Linked DNA regions of Mus musculus: region 2 is linked to region 1. Evidence: chromatin contacts called from public HiChIP or PLAC-seq data. All regions are on one chromosome and are shown on one strand. The core of a region is the stretch at or near the end of the contact, and the rest is flanking DNA. Distances in the headings are between cores, read along the strand shown.

Region 1 (6,078 bases), core at 1,578-4,077:
CCAGCCACTTGGCTCCCAAGATGCCTTACTTCAGGGTCAGGTATTTTAAACTCTGTTTACTTGTTTACTTATTTACACTAATTAGCTGCTTCCTTCCCTGTTAGCTTTCTAATCTGGACCATAAAATGATGCTCGATGGAATTTAAATAATAGTGACTACCTCCTGTGCCTCTGACATCATCCTTAACTCTGGAGCCCACCTGAATAGTGAAGAAACAGACACTCACTTCTGTTTGTGAAACACAGGCTGGTGCCCTGGGTGGGGAAGGAAGGGTCTCCTATCCTGATCAGGCAGGGGCAGAATGCCTATGACTCCTTTTCTTTGCCTCCTCCTGTACCCTGGGTGATACTCTCCCCTATATCCTCTGTGATTTCACCCAGGCATGGGCTTTCCTCACAGCGATGTCTCCTCCACCCTAAGCATTGGAAGCAATCAGGACAGGACAAACATTGGAATGACTTCACATAGTGAGTGATTGTGTCTGCTTCAACTCCGGGACCATTCATATCAAGTTGGATTTACAGGATCTCTTAGAGAAAGAGCTAGAACTGACCGGAAAACCTCCTCCCTGTCTGTTAGCCTTCACAGTGTTATGCAGGCTTCTCAAGAGAGAAAAGATGTCCATGGTCTTCCCTAGTAGTGGCCCCAACATGCAAAATGTTTGTACTGGTGCAACAGGATATGAAGGTTATGGGGGGCAAAGATCTGCTTTCTAATTGGATGATGGGAGGCCCGCCGCACAGGAGGGAATTCACGTCCGGTATTGTAAACCTGGTCAAGAGCTTGGGAGATGACAGGATCTAGAGGAAACCTATTGTTGTTTCAATACGTTGACATGTTGACAATCTGCCTTCTAAGCATTTATAGACTGGCACTGTTGTCAACCCTGACCAGGGATGCTCCAGCTGAAGTGGAAGCAGAGGAGCCTCAACCCTTCAAAGCCCCGAGATTGACTGTCCGAGTGTTCAGCTCTCAGTGAGACACCTATATCAATCCCACCAAGGCAGAGGGAACATCACACAAGAGGGGACAGGAAGAAGGTGAGATCTGAAGGATGCTGCAAAGATTAAACCTAGACTCCCTAGATCTGATCAGACAACACGCCTGCCTAGTGGATGACAGTATTTTGTGTACATGCTTTGATAGGCTTCAGTGATAAGAAGTATTTCTCCAGAAGAAGATCTGGAACCTTCCTCACAGTGCCTGGTAAAACACCGAGAGGCCCAGAGCGAGAGCATCCGAATAGCTCTACAGGTACCTGTACTATAGAGTGAAGAATGAGAGTGGTAGAGCTCAGAAGCTACCTTGGTGTTAGCTGTAAAAGAGGGGTGCTTGAAAGGTAACCATTTCCTGTCATTGAGTCCCCCTCCCTGCCCAGGGATTTCGGAATTTAGGAAGGGCTGTAGATGTGTTTCACCCAGAGATTGAGAAGAGTCATTGGCAGCCATGTGAACTCTGAATACTATAGCCATGGTAAAAGTGGGAGGAATGTTTATAATTTATGATACTCTAGGGAATTATGGGAATGAAAAATACATTGCTGAGCTGTGGTTGAGGCTCAGCTGGTTTAGTATGCCTAGAATTCAATACCTAGCAGGACACGAAACCAGGTATGATGCATACCTTTAAACCTAGTATGAAGAAGTCGGGGCAGGAGGACCAGAAGCTCACGGTGATCTTTGGTCACACAGAGAGTTTGGGACCAGTCTGGTTTATATGAGAACCCATCTAAAACCATAAAATAATAATAAAATAAATTGCCAAACTTCTTTAGAATTAAATCTCAAGGGGATTTATAAAATTTCTGGGTATCTTGATTGACTACTGGAAAGTATCGGCTAGTACACAGCTGCAGAAAGCTTCTGCCCTGTACACATGGTGACTGGCTCTACTGTCATTGTCACCAGACCCTACATCCCACTGTTTTTGTTACCTCAAAGGCAGCCACTCTCCCTTCACTGCCCAGCGAATGCTTACTGGCTGTTTGCTTCCTGCCTGGTACTGTGGGATCTGAATACAGTGACAGACATAGAATGACAAGATCTGTTTTCTTCCATTTGACTCACAGGACGCTAGGGGGAGCCAAATCCGTAAGTGTCTGTGGAAGGAGGTGACAGAAAGGCTGAGGGAAGGGTGTCAGAAGAACAAGGCAAGCTTAGTTCAGGTTTCTCAGGATGTCACCTCCTCCCGAAGCCTGGGGTGGGGGTGGGGGGCTTCCCTGGAGACTACATTCCAAGAATGAGGAGTCTGTGTGAACAGAAAGCAGGCTTTAGCATGGCACTAAATAGGGTCACCCCAGAAATGACCTTTGGTTTGGCTGTCCGGTTCATACCCGTGCTCCGTGGCACACAGTACATACTCAAGGGGGTGGGGGTGGGGGAATAAAACCAATCTGGTAAGTTTATCAAGGATTCCTCAGAAAACAACACACATCACCAAAGCCTGAGCTTCCATTAGAAACGACTGAGCACCATGGTTATTAGAAATAGTCTCTTCTTTATTTCCACATTCATATAAAAAGTTTTGACGTATTTGGGCTGGTAAAAGAAAAGCCATGATAATATAAAGAGAATTATAGGAAGTTTTAAAAAAGATGTTGCTTTTGGTGTTTGAGAAGGCAGTTGTGGGATTGCTTCTTGGCTCAATTATCCAAGCGGTCGAAACTCTGGGTCTGGAACTCCTGGAAGTCCTCTGGTATGGTGTCTGCAACAAGAATCGGGGTGGTAGTTAGTTAATGAGGATCCTTCCAGGCTGGAATCATGGCCACCACATGCCGCCCAGGCCTCCTGTAGGGGGCGCTGTCAGCTCGCCTGAGACTCCCACAGGCTCGCAGCCATTTTCTACTTCAGGTTGCTTTGTTGCAAATCCTTGGCTTAAAGCCCAGCAGGGCTTATTCATAGGCCTAGGGAAAATTAGCAGGCAGAGTGCCTTTTTAGTCTGTGATTATGTTTGAGTCTAATGAAAAAGAAAGGCTGCCTGTAAATTAAACTGACGGAATTTCTCACCGAACCCCTAACTCTAAAACATGCAGTTAAATTCTATGGGTTTCAATTTTCAGATTTGGGAAGCAGGAAAGCCTGGCTCTGCCTTCCTCTTATGTTATGCAGGGTACATCACCATCACGCACGTGGTGGTGAGGCTTTGGGGCGGGGGGGGGGGGCGGGGTGGGAGGATGCATGTTATAGAAATAAGATTTCTTGGTTGCTCCCCTGTGCTGTTGAGGGGCACTCAGCATGAAGGTTACCGTTGCAGCGGTACTTGAGGTTGGACCAGATGATGTTTTCTTGAGAGAAGCAGAACACACCAAGTCGGCCTCCACGCATGGTGGTGTCTATGGTGACCCCAGAGTCAGCCACCAACTCCGAGCCTTCATAAAAGCGCACCCTGCAGAGAGCACAGGTGTCCACGGTGAGGAACATGGTGCCACTTCCGACTCTTGTACTTACCTCTTTATTCAGACATGTTGTTTTCCACTAACTCTAGTTGGTCCCTCCCCAGTGAGGTTAGAAGTTCCCCAGGACAGGAACCAAGAGTCCACGGCTCCCTAACTTGGTTTTTAACAGGCCCAGCATGGTGTCAGGTGCATAGTTCCTGGATCGGTACTTGCTGGTGAATTAAAACAAAATAGCTTGACATCACGGACAAGTGGTTTTGTGGCTTCACTGTCTTGTGAGTTATTTTCTCTGGATACTGTACCTAGAAGCCCTGCGCTTTCTTCTTTGGTCTAGCTGATTTCACTGGTGGACTCTCAGAGCCTTGATCAGTAGCTTTAGGCAGTTGTGGGGGCAATTTCAGTTGTCATAGTAGCACTGAGGGACAGAAGCCCCTGGATGCCAGCCTTCAATACCCCGGAGTGAGTTAGCCAAAGCTTGCCCTGTGCTCTGTACCCTTGTGGAGTGTCATGGGGAAGGTGAGCTGCGCCTCGCCTCGGAGAGGCAATGGCGTTTTACCCTGAGCATCATTTTCTTTTTTTTTTTTAAGATTTATTTATTATTATATATGAGTACACTGTAGCTGTCTTCAGACACACCAGAAGAGGGCATCAGATCTCATTGCAGATGGTTGTGAGCCACCATGTGGTTGCTGGGATTTGAACTCGGGACCTTTGGAAGAGCAGTCAGTGCTCTTACCCACTGAGCCATCTCTCCAGCCCGAGCATCATTTTCTTCTGCATTGATTTTAAGTTAAACTCCCCAATTAATTCCCCAGGGTAAACCAAGAAGTGCCTGAGCATGCCGTTCTGTTCGAAAATTAAGAGTTGGCTCCTGTATGGGTATTGTCAACACCACTGTAATACTTAATTCTCAGACACACTACTCTGTGTTTAAATGCCACCTTCATGTGAGTCTAGGAATGGTTCCAAGGAGCTATTTCCTTTGGTTGTATAGCAATCAATTCTTATTTCTCTGCAGTTTTAGGGTTCAGATGGACTTTTCTAAAATTATATACTTAGAAGGATCATATTTTTATAGCTCTGATTTCATTTTTGGAACAGAAAAGGCACATTGAGCTCCATCAGGTAAGGGCCTGGCCACACCTGGTCTCCCTGTGTGGTGAACAGAGGCAGGTGACACAAGGGCACAGAGAACAGAGCATGAATCAGCTCTCACTGCCTTATTTTCACTAGATGCATCCGTCTACCTGGTACCTCCCACCCTGGCTAGGAAGCTGCAACCCACATACCCCGGAGCACACCACACACGTGCTGCAAGTCTGGGGCGTGAACCCTGACTGCATTTCAACAAGAGCAGTTGAACACACAAAACAGCAGCAACAGAAACAAAACAGTCCTATAAAGAAGCCGAGGCCATCACACCAGTCCCGGGATGAACAGTTCTCTCTTGCACAGTCCGTGCCAGGCATTGTGATGAACACTAGTGAGACCCAAACCACAGAGGCTGCCCTTGTGGGACTCATGACCCAGTAGCGAGGACAGACTGCAAGGGGGCTCTTTGGTCAGTGTGGACTAGGTTCCATGGGGCCTGGAGGAGTCTCGGGAATGTCTGGGTACCATCTCAGCATCTCGTCTCTGCTGTCCCCTTCATCAGCTCCTCCCTCACACTTCCCTAAGAGCACACCCAAAGCATGGCCCCCCCTGAAGTACCTTAGCTCTGCAGCTTGGTCCTCCCCACCCACGGCAGAAGGGCCCTCAGCCTACCTGATGTAGCCCACCTGGGGCCTATGCTGCAGGAACCAGCGGTAGGAGACCTTGTCCTTCCAGCCCACATTCCTGGAGTCCTTCCACAGCAGCCTGACCTGGTCGCTGGTGTCCCCTGTGTGCCACAGGGAGTTTCGGAGATGTTCCCCTGGGCCAGTTTTAGACTTCACAGCCTGGACAAAGACATGGGCAAAATGTTAGGTCAGGACATACATAGATCCTTTTCTGCTTCAGGTGTCTGAGGTAAACATAGAGGTGGACTCATGTTCATTGCAAGGGTATGTAGTTTCATGCTGGCACAAGCATAAACCTTCAGTGTCATTTCTACTGAGCTGGCCCCAGCCCCGGGGAATTTAGCAGTGGATGGCACTATGCTGCTCACTCTACCTTTTTCCTGATACAAATCTGTCGCTCTGCCTATTTGCCCACTGAGGGATCCCAACGGATGTCTGGCTGTGGAAGTGTGCTTCCTGCCCTAGCAGGAGTGAAAGAAGTAGCCCGTTGTTCCTGTGTAGTCCATCCCTTTGATTGAACACATTGGCTAGCTAGCTTTTAACACGGTCTGCCTCAGGTATGCCTTAAACCTTCTCCGCCTCTTTGACCCCACTCAGCCTGACATTTGCAGTATGAGTCGCATAGGTTGAAAGGTGCAGGCTCAACAGAAGGCAGGCAAGGTTGTCGCTCAAGGCTCCCCAGCCAAGTTTCTCCTTGACTGCACTCGTTTCTCAGATTAACTTAGTGACTTTTAGGGGAACTCTAAACATAAAGGAAGGTGAAGGGTCTAGAAGAAAAGAAGGCATGGGGATTCAAACTGCCATTACCTTGAGCTGAATACCAGGTTCTGCTACTGCACGGAACGGTGTAGCCTGCCAGTATGTCTGCTCCGTTTGCTTCCACATGACTACATAGAAGCTGGAGC
Region 2 (6,339 bases), core at 75-2,574, 160 kb after region 1:
CACCTGGCAGAAGCCACGAGGCTCAGCTCTGCCAGGTGTAGGAGAAACTGATGCGGCCAATTTCTGACCACATCCTAGATGGGGCAGCTACTCATCTGCAGCCCCCTTCCCTCCTTCTTGTGGCAGTGGACAGGAAACCCAAACTACAGGTACAGTGAGGCTAAGCCAGTTCCACTAGGGAAGTGAGGTCAAATAGAATAATGAGGACAAGTGAATCTGGGTCCCAATACATTCTTGAGGAGAGTCACCTTCCACCCTTGACAATGCCCCTCTCCTAAGAAACAACTGCAGGAAGGAATATAATCTGCCATTCTTGGACCACAGTGTTTGGGGGGGTCTTTGTTACAGCTCCTTGATGCTTTATACTAGCACTCAACATAGTTACTCACTATTACTTCACGGAGGAAATGCCAATAAATGGCTTTAAAAATGGCATCTCAAAGGAGGTAATATATCTAGGGAACTGGACACCATCAAATTCAATGGCAGGAAGAGAAGTGGAAAAAGGCATACAGTATCAGACACCATGGGAATCTGCAGGGAGGTAGTGGCTGTAGGTGGTAGCCCATCTGAAACAGGGGACTCCATGTGGATGGCTTGGTTCCTATTTGGCTTTCTTGGAGGTGGGTGTCCTAATTTGGATACAGGGAAAAAGTCAGCAAAATTATTAGGTATTAGTCAGCTATTAGTTGAGTCTTGGACATATGGGGTTGGCAGTTATGAGAGCTAATGCTGAGCTTCCTGGATTGTCACCAAGGATAGCAATCTGGCTCGTTGTAAGGTTAGCTATACAGAACAGGCTACAGACTCTGTTGTAGGTCAGAGGCTGGTGTCCTGGGCAGGTCACTGCAGGCCATGGATCCAAGTTCTATTTTGGTATGGGATCTTGTCCAGTTATATAGTACCCCGTGGCTAATGAGAACAGTCTTATCACAGGGGAACACAGCAGTGATGAAGGTCATGTTTCACAGCAATCTTAATCAGCACAGAACAGTGGGAGAAAAAGGGTTCCATTCATCCTGATGGAGACACAGAGTGCACAGTCTCAGAGCAGAGGTCACCAGGACTAAGGGGTAGGTATACTATGACCCAGGGTGACAGTGGACAGGACTTTAGTGATCCTAATCCTTGCCTACAAGAAGTGGGTAGTGGGCTCAGTGCCTTCCATCTTACAGGGTTTCCCCAGAGCCCAGCAAGCCCTAAAGCACACCGTGGATTTGACAGGACAGCGGTCAATAGAAAGGCTTCCTTTATTAGTGTGAATCAGGACTTGTGAGCAGAACTGAATACAGAAGAGGCCCATTGATTGTCCACAGATGTCTGAACAGTACCCAGCTGGCAGGTCCTAGCTCCCTTTTAAATCTGGTTTCCATCCCTGTGGCATGTAGGACCAGAGACCCTTCATGAAATGGAGCTGAGAGCTGGCCTGGGGCTGCCTTCCTTATTGGGTAACACCTCTCCTCCCTAGTGGCAGACACTCCAGCTCCCGTGCCTTAGTTTCCAAGAACATTGGATGTCTGCTCAACTGGAGACAAGGTTTCCTTATTCTTAGTTTTCTCAGAGCTTATTCACTCCCAGACCAGCAGGCCTTTCCTTCCAAGGCTCTCCTCAGCCCCAAGAACTTCAGGCAATCTCAACAGAGTCTTGGGTTTTCATAGTCAGGGCAGGCCCAAGGAAGGAGCTGACTGTACCTGGCTGTGTCACAGAAGGCTCTCAAGTTTCCCAACTGTAACATTTCCAAATGGGAACACTTCGTTCTTTCCCCAGTCCTGCTCTCTTCCCTCAGCCGTTCCCTTTTCTGCTACAAGCATCAGTATTCAAGCAGATTGGATCCCAAACCATTCTTTCTTTTTTCCTTCAGTTTTTTCTCAGAGTAGGAATGCTATTAGAAGTTCTGCTGGATCTCCTCTCCATGGAAAAAACATGGAAGAGAGGTACCCGTTCTCATCTGCATTGTCTGTCACCATTTTTTGTAACAACCTCTAGTTCACATCACCCATAAACTTCTTCCTCCATGAGCCCAAGAATGAGATTTTTCTCTGAGACAAGATCCCACTATGTAGTCTTGGTTGGACTGGAACTCACGGAGTTCACCTACCCCTGCCTCCTAAGTGTTGGGAGTCAAAGCTCACGCCACTGTAGCTGGTTTTGCTACTTTGTGGGTTCTTCTTCCTTCTATCCTTTTTCACTCTTTTAACCCCCAAAGACTATACAGGAGAGAAAAAAGGATAGAAAGGAAAGGGGGTGACGTTATCATTAGACTACTTCCTGCTGATTAGGGGTGTTGAGTTCCTTGAGGCAAGTTTGATCTTCTCCATCAGGGCATCTAATTTCTTCTTTGCGCATGACCACTTAACAAACTGCGACCACCAGCAATCAACAGCAACCAACCAACAGCCAACAGCAACCAACAACAACCAACCAACAGCCAACAGCAACAAACAGCAACCAATCAACAGTCAACAGCCAACCAACAGCAACCAACCAACAGCCAACAGCAACCAACAGCAACCAACCAATAGCCAATAACCAACCTCTCAGGGCTCTAGCATTTCTATACCCTCCAAAAAGTTCCCAGAATTACGAACATCACACATTCATAGAAACTATCTGCAGCTAGAAAAGCCACACTCCTGCTAGAGCATGAGGCAAATCACAGTCAGCTGCTGTGCACAATCTGAAACAGCTGCACATTCTCACAGCTGGAATTAAGATGAAAACAAATCCTATTTCCATGATTCTCAAAGAAACCAAAATCCTCGCTACATATCACCACACATGCCCAAGAACAAGATTCTTAAACAGTTTCTTGTTCAACATGCAATGTCACTGCCCCACCCCATCCCTCATACAGCCCATCTTCCTCTGCCCTTCCCTGCCCCATCCCCTCCATCACAGCCCATCTCCCTCTGCCCCATTCACAACAGTTTTCTCAAAAAGCCAACCCCTTTCCCTCTCGAGGGATCCTTCCTGGTTTGCAATATTCCTACCTTTCCCACAACTGGTTTTTAGTCATTTAATGTTTCCTCTTAAATATTCCTTCCTCAGAGATGTCCCTGGTCACTCTGTTCAGATGCCACCTTCCTTACTTTCCTCATCAGAGTGTAACTTCTCCCCATGGCAGGCTTCATAGTTATTTAATTATTTGCTTATTATTCATAAGCAAATATGAGCTGTAAGGGTTTGCTCACTGTTGTGTTTTTAGTGCTTGGCACAGAGTAAATTCTAGAAATAGCTATTAAATTGATGACTACATGGATGGATAGTATTCTGGGGATGTCATCACTGGACCAGAGCAAATGCTTCAAAATGTCACTTAGGTCAGTCAAGCTAGACCTTAGTCCACAAATTCAGATAAATGTCAATTCATTAGGTTCAATTTGATATTCATGGAATGTCCATAGTATAGAGATCCATATTGTGAGACAGATGTGGAGCTTGCAGAGAGTGGTGGAGGTGTGGCTATGACAGAGGGCAGGGTAAGTACAATCAAGACAGGAGAGGTAGAGGAACTGATGGGGCACAGCAGGCTGGAGTTTGGGGTGTCTGGGAACAGGCTGCCCACTTGAGCATGGTGGGGCCCATTTCTCCCCTCTTCTGAGTAGGAGAACAGTGAAAATCTGACTCTCAAAAGATTTGCTACCAGGTGTTCCGTGACTGTTGTTAGCCTGTTGTTCTGGGCACCTTGCCAGACACTGCCAGGTGGGCATGGTCATCACCTCAGGGCAAATGACCAAACTGTCCAGGTAAGTACCAGGTAGCTCTAAATCAGTGTTTGAGCAGTGGTTCCCTGGGATGGACTGGGATGGACTGGGATGGAGAATTAGTGTAGGAGTGTTGTCACCAACCACTAGGAGAAAGATGTCAGCCACATCAGCTAAGAGGGAAATTGAACAAAAGGAACCGGTGAGATGGCGGCTTCAGCTGAGGCCACAGGAACTAGGGAGCCATCATCAGAGTTGTTGGCTGGGAGGCTGGATTGTACTTCAAGGGTCCAGCCTGTTACAGCAAGAGTATTAGTTTGGTTGGAGCTTGAGGCAGCTGATCACGCTGCATCCACAGTCAGGAAGCAAAGGGAGATGGATGCTAGTGCCTGGCTGCCTTCTCTTTTTTTATTTGGTATAGCAGTTAAAGTGGGTCTTCTGCTCTCAATTAACGTAGTCACAGAAATCCATCATAGACATGCCCAGAGATTTGCCTCAAAGACAACTTTATATCCTGTCATGTGGATAGTTCATACAAACCATCACAATGTTATCCTAAATTCCCGTCCTGAGTCTAGACTGTTCTCATGTTCTTCAGACTCATAATTATGTTTAGCATCTCGACTTAATAGTTCCCAAATACACCCCCAAGTCCCTATCCTTCCTTGCAACCAATTCTCTCGGCAGCCCTAAATGGTACCTCTCCTCTGAGTTTCTCAAGCCGATTGCTTGGAGTCCCTCGTTGTTACTTGTTTTCTCTAATCTCTTGTTTAATCCCTGAGGATGTTTTTAAAAATCTATGCCATAGCAGATGCCATGTTATTCAAGCCACTGCAGATGTCTGATGTCCCTTCAATGCCTCTGTCAACCACCTCCTACCACTGTTGGAACACTGTTCCCTCTAGCGAGGTGCCTCCTGGTCCTTGGAGTCTTGCATGGAATCCTGCACATCTGTCCAGTTTATTGCTTCACATCCTTCCCGTCTTTGCTCATGAGTCGTCCCTGAACACACTAGTTAAACTGCTCTCTCCTACTCTCTTCATTCTATCCCTCGCCCCCACTGCCTTCAACTAGACAGTATTTGAACAACTTCTCACTTACCCTTGATCTCCTCCCCAATCCCACACTAAGACATACACCTTACAAAAGCAAAGACATTTTCTATTTGTTCACAATTGTCCCTCAGATTCCAGAGCAGTGCCTGGCATACAGTAGGCACCTGCAAATGTTTGTTAATTAGCAAAGCAGCCAAGAGGATGGGTCCTCATCACAATGCCACACTCCTCCTTTCTTATGGAATCAACCATCCCTTCGAGGTAGAAGTAAAAGCAGTAAAGGGCCACCACAGTCAAATGCTGCCGCTGCACAAGGGTCCACGACATGGCTGGCTGGGCCTGTCTGTCAGACATGACTCCCACCAGGTTTTGCTGCTGGGCCAATATCATTTCTCAGGATGCAAGAAGGCTGGCCTCCAGCCTCACGGTGACTGGAAAGTGACTGTGTCAGGGCTCTGAGTCAGGTGTGACTATGTGATTACAGGCTTCCTGTACTTGTTAAGTTCAGTGCTGAGACACAGACTTACACAACAGCTGCCAGTCTGTCTTTCACAACCAGGGCCAGGCTTCTCAGTTTAAATACATTCTGGGATAAAAGAGTTTGGCTACATTTAATTTAATGAGAGCTAACTATTTGTGGACCCTTCCTCATTTTAAAGTGCTTCTTATTGATGGTTTTTGAAGTTGTTGTCTTAATCTAGAGCCAGAGCCAATATAGAACAAAAAAAAAGAAAAAAGAAAAAGAAAAAAGAACTCTGGTCTTGGAATTATAAACGCTAAACCAGGGTATTATAAATTAAGTAGTATTACAACTTTGAGGTAACTACTTATTCTGTCTAAATTTGATTTCCTGCTATGTAGTGAGGAGCATTAGGACCAGTTACTGCAGATTAGCTGGTGGTTTCTCTGTTGAAACTCAGCCTCATGCTGTTTGTTTGGACTTCCATGGTTTGAAAATAAAATGGAATTCTAATAACTATAGATAGAGTTTGAGGTCTCTTTTTCTACAGTCTGCACCAATCCCCCTTGTGTTCTCCTGGCCAGACTCATCCCTCTGTGTTCTCTGCCTGGTCTTGACAGCTGCTGGGTTTCCTTTCTAAGGATAAGAGTTGTGATGGTGAACCTTCAGTCAACCTGACAGTTTCGAATCACCTAGGAGATGAGGTTAGATGTCAGCCTTCCTTGGGGTTTGTACTTCCAACACTGGAGCCTAGAGCTCTGGCTTTAGATGAAAGCAATCATTCCTGGGTGAGTCTGAGGATTAACCAAGAGTTAAAGGTCTACCCTGAATGTGCATGGCTCTATCGCATGGTTAGGGGTTCAGCTGTGATAAAGAAAAGAGTAAGGACCTCTGCAGCCTGTTCCCACCTCTACTTCCTGACTGTACCTACAATGTGGCTAGGTGTCTCACCTTCCTGGTGCCTTGCCTTGTGCCATGATGGACTGTAGCTCCTTGAAACTGAGCCAAAATTAATCCTCTGCGGGGTGGTTTGAATAGATATGGCACCCATAGACTCATGTGTTTGAATGCTTGGCCGACAGGGAACGACACTATTGAGAGGTGTGGTCTTGTTCAAGTA

Evidence for each region. HiChIP or PLAC-seq counts read pairs in DNA pulled down with a chosen protein or histone mark.
Region 2: an H3K27ac HiChIP or PLAC-seq map of VIP interneurons shows a contact between it and region 1, with 4 times the contacts expected there. The contact joins two enhancer-like sites. A contact is called at or near these places in 4 of 484 Hi-C or Micro-C datasets (the HL-1 cell line, cerebral cortex, cortical neurons and 1 more) and 2 of 115 datasets of contacts at active chromatin or transcription factors (VIP interneurons and heart atrium).

Annotation. Positions count from the first base shown.
Region 1 is chr13:92,749,109-92,755,186 of GRCm38.p6, forward strand. It overlaps Thbs4 (thrombospondin 4), which reads right to left. Exons shown (of 22, transcript NM_011582.3): 19 at 5,981-6,078; 20 at 5,160-5,332; 21 at 3,246-3,385; 22 at 2,478-2,704. The coding sequence ends at 2,643. Among named protein-coding and RNA genes, the nearest start is that of Thbs4, 43 kb to the right of the region's middle. Within about 2 kb of position 2,828, at least 55 of the 459 cell types and tissues checked have an H3K27ac peak or open chromatin away from gene starts, as enhancers often do. A contact at or near this core is called in VIP interneurons and heart atrium, where this site is marked.
Region 2 is chr13:92,914,812-92,921,150 of GRCm38.p6, forward strand. No RefSeq gene overlaps it. Among named protein-coding and RNA genes, the nearest start is that of Gm31630, 35 kb to the left of the region's middle. Within about 2 kb of position 1,325, at least 29 of the 459 cell types and tissues checked have an H3K27ac peak or open chromatin away from gene starts, as enhancers often do. A contact at or near this core is called in VIP interneurons and heart atrium, where this site is marked.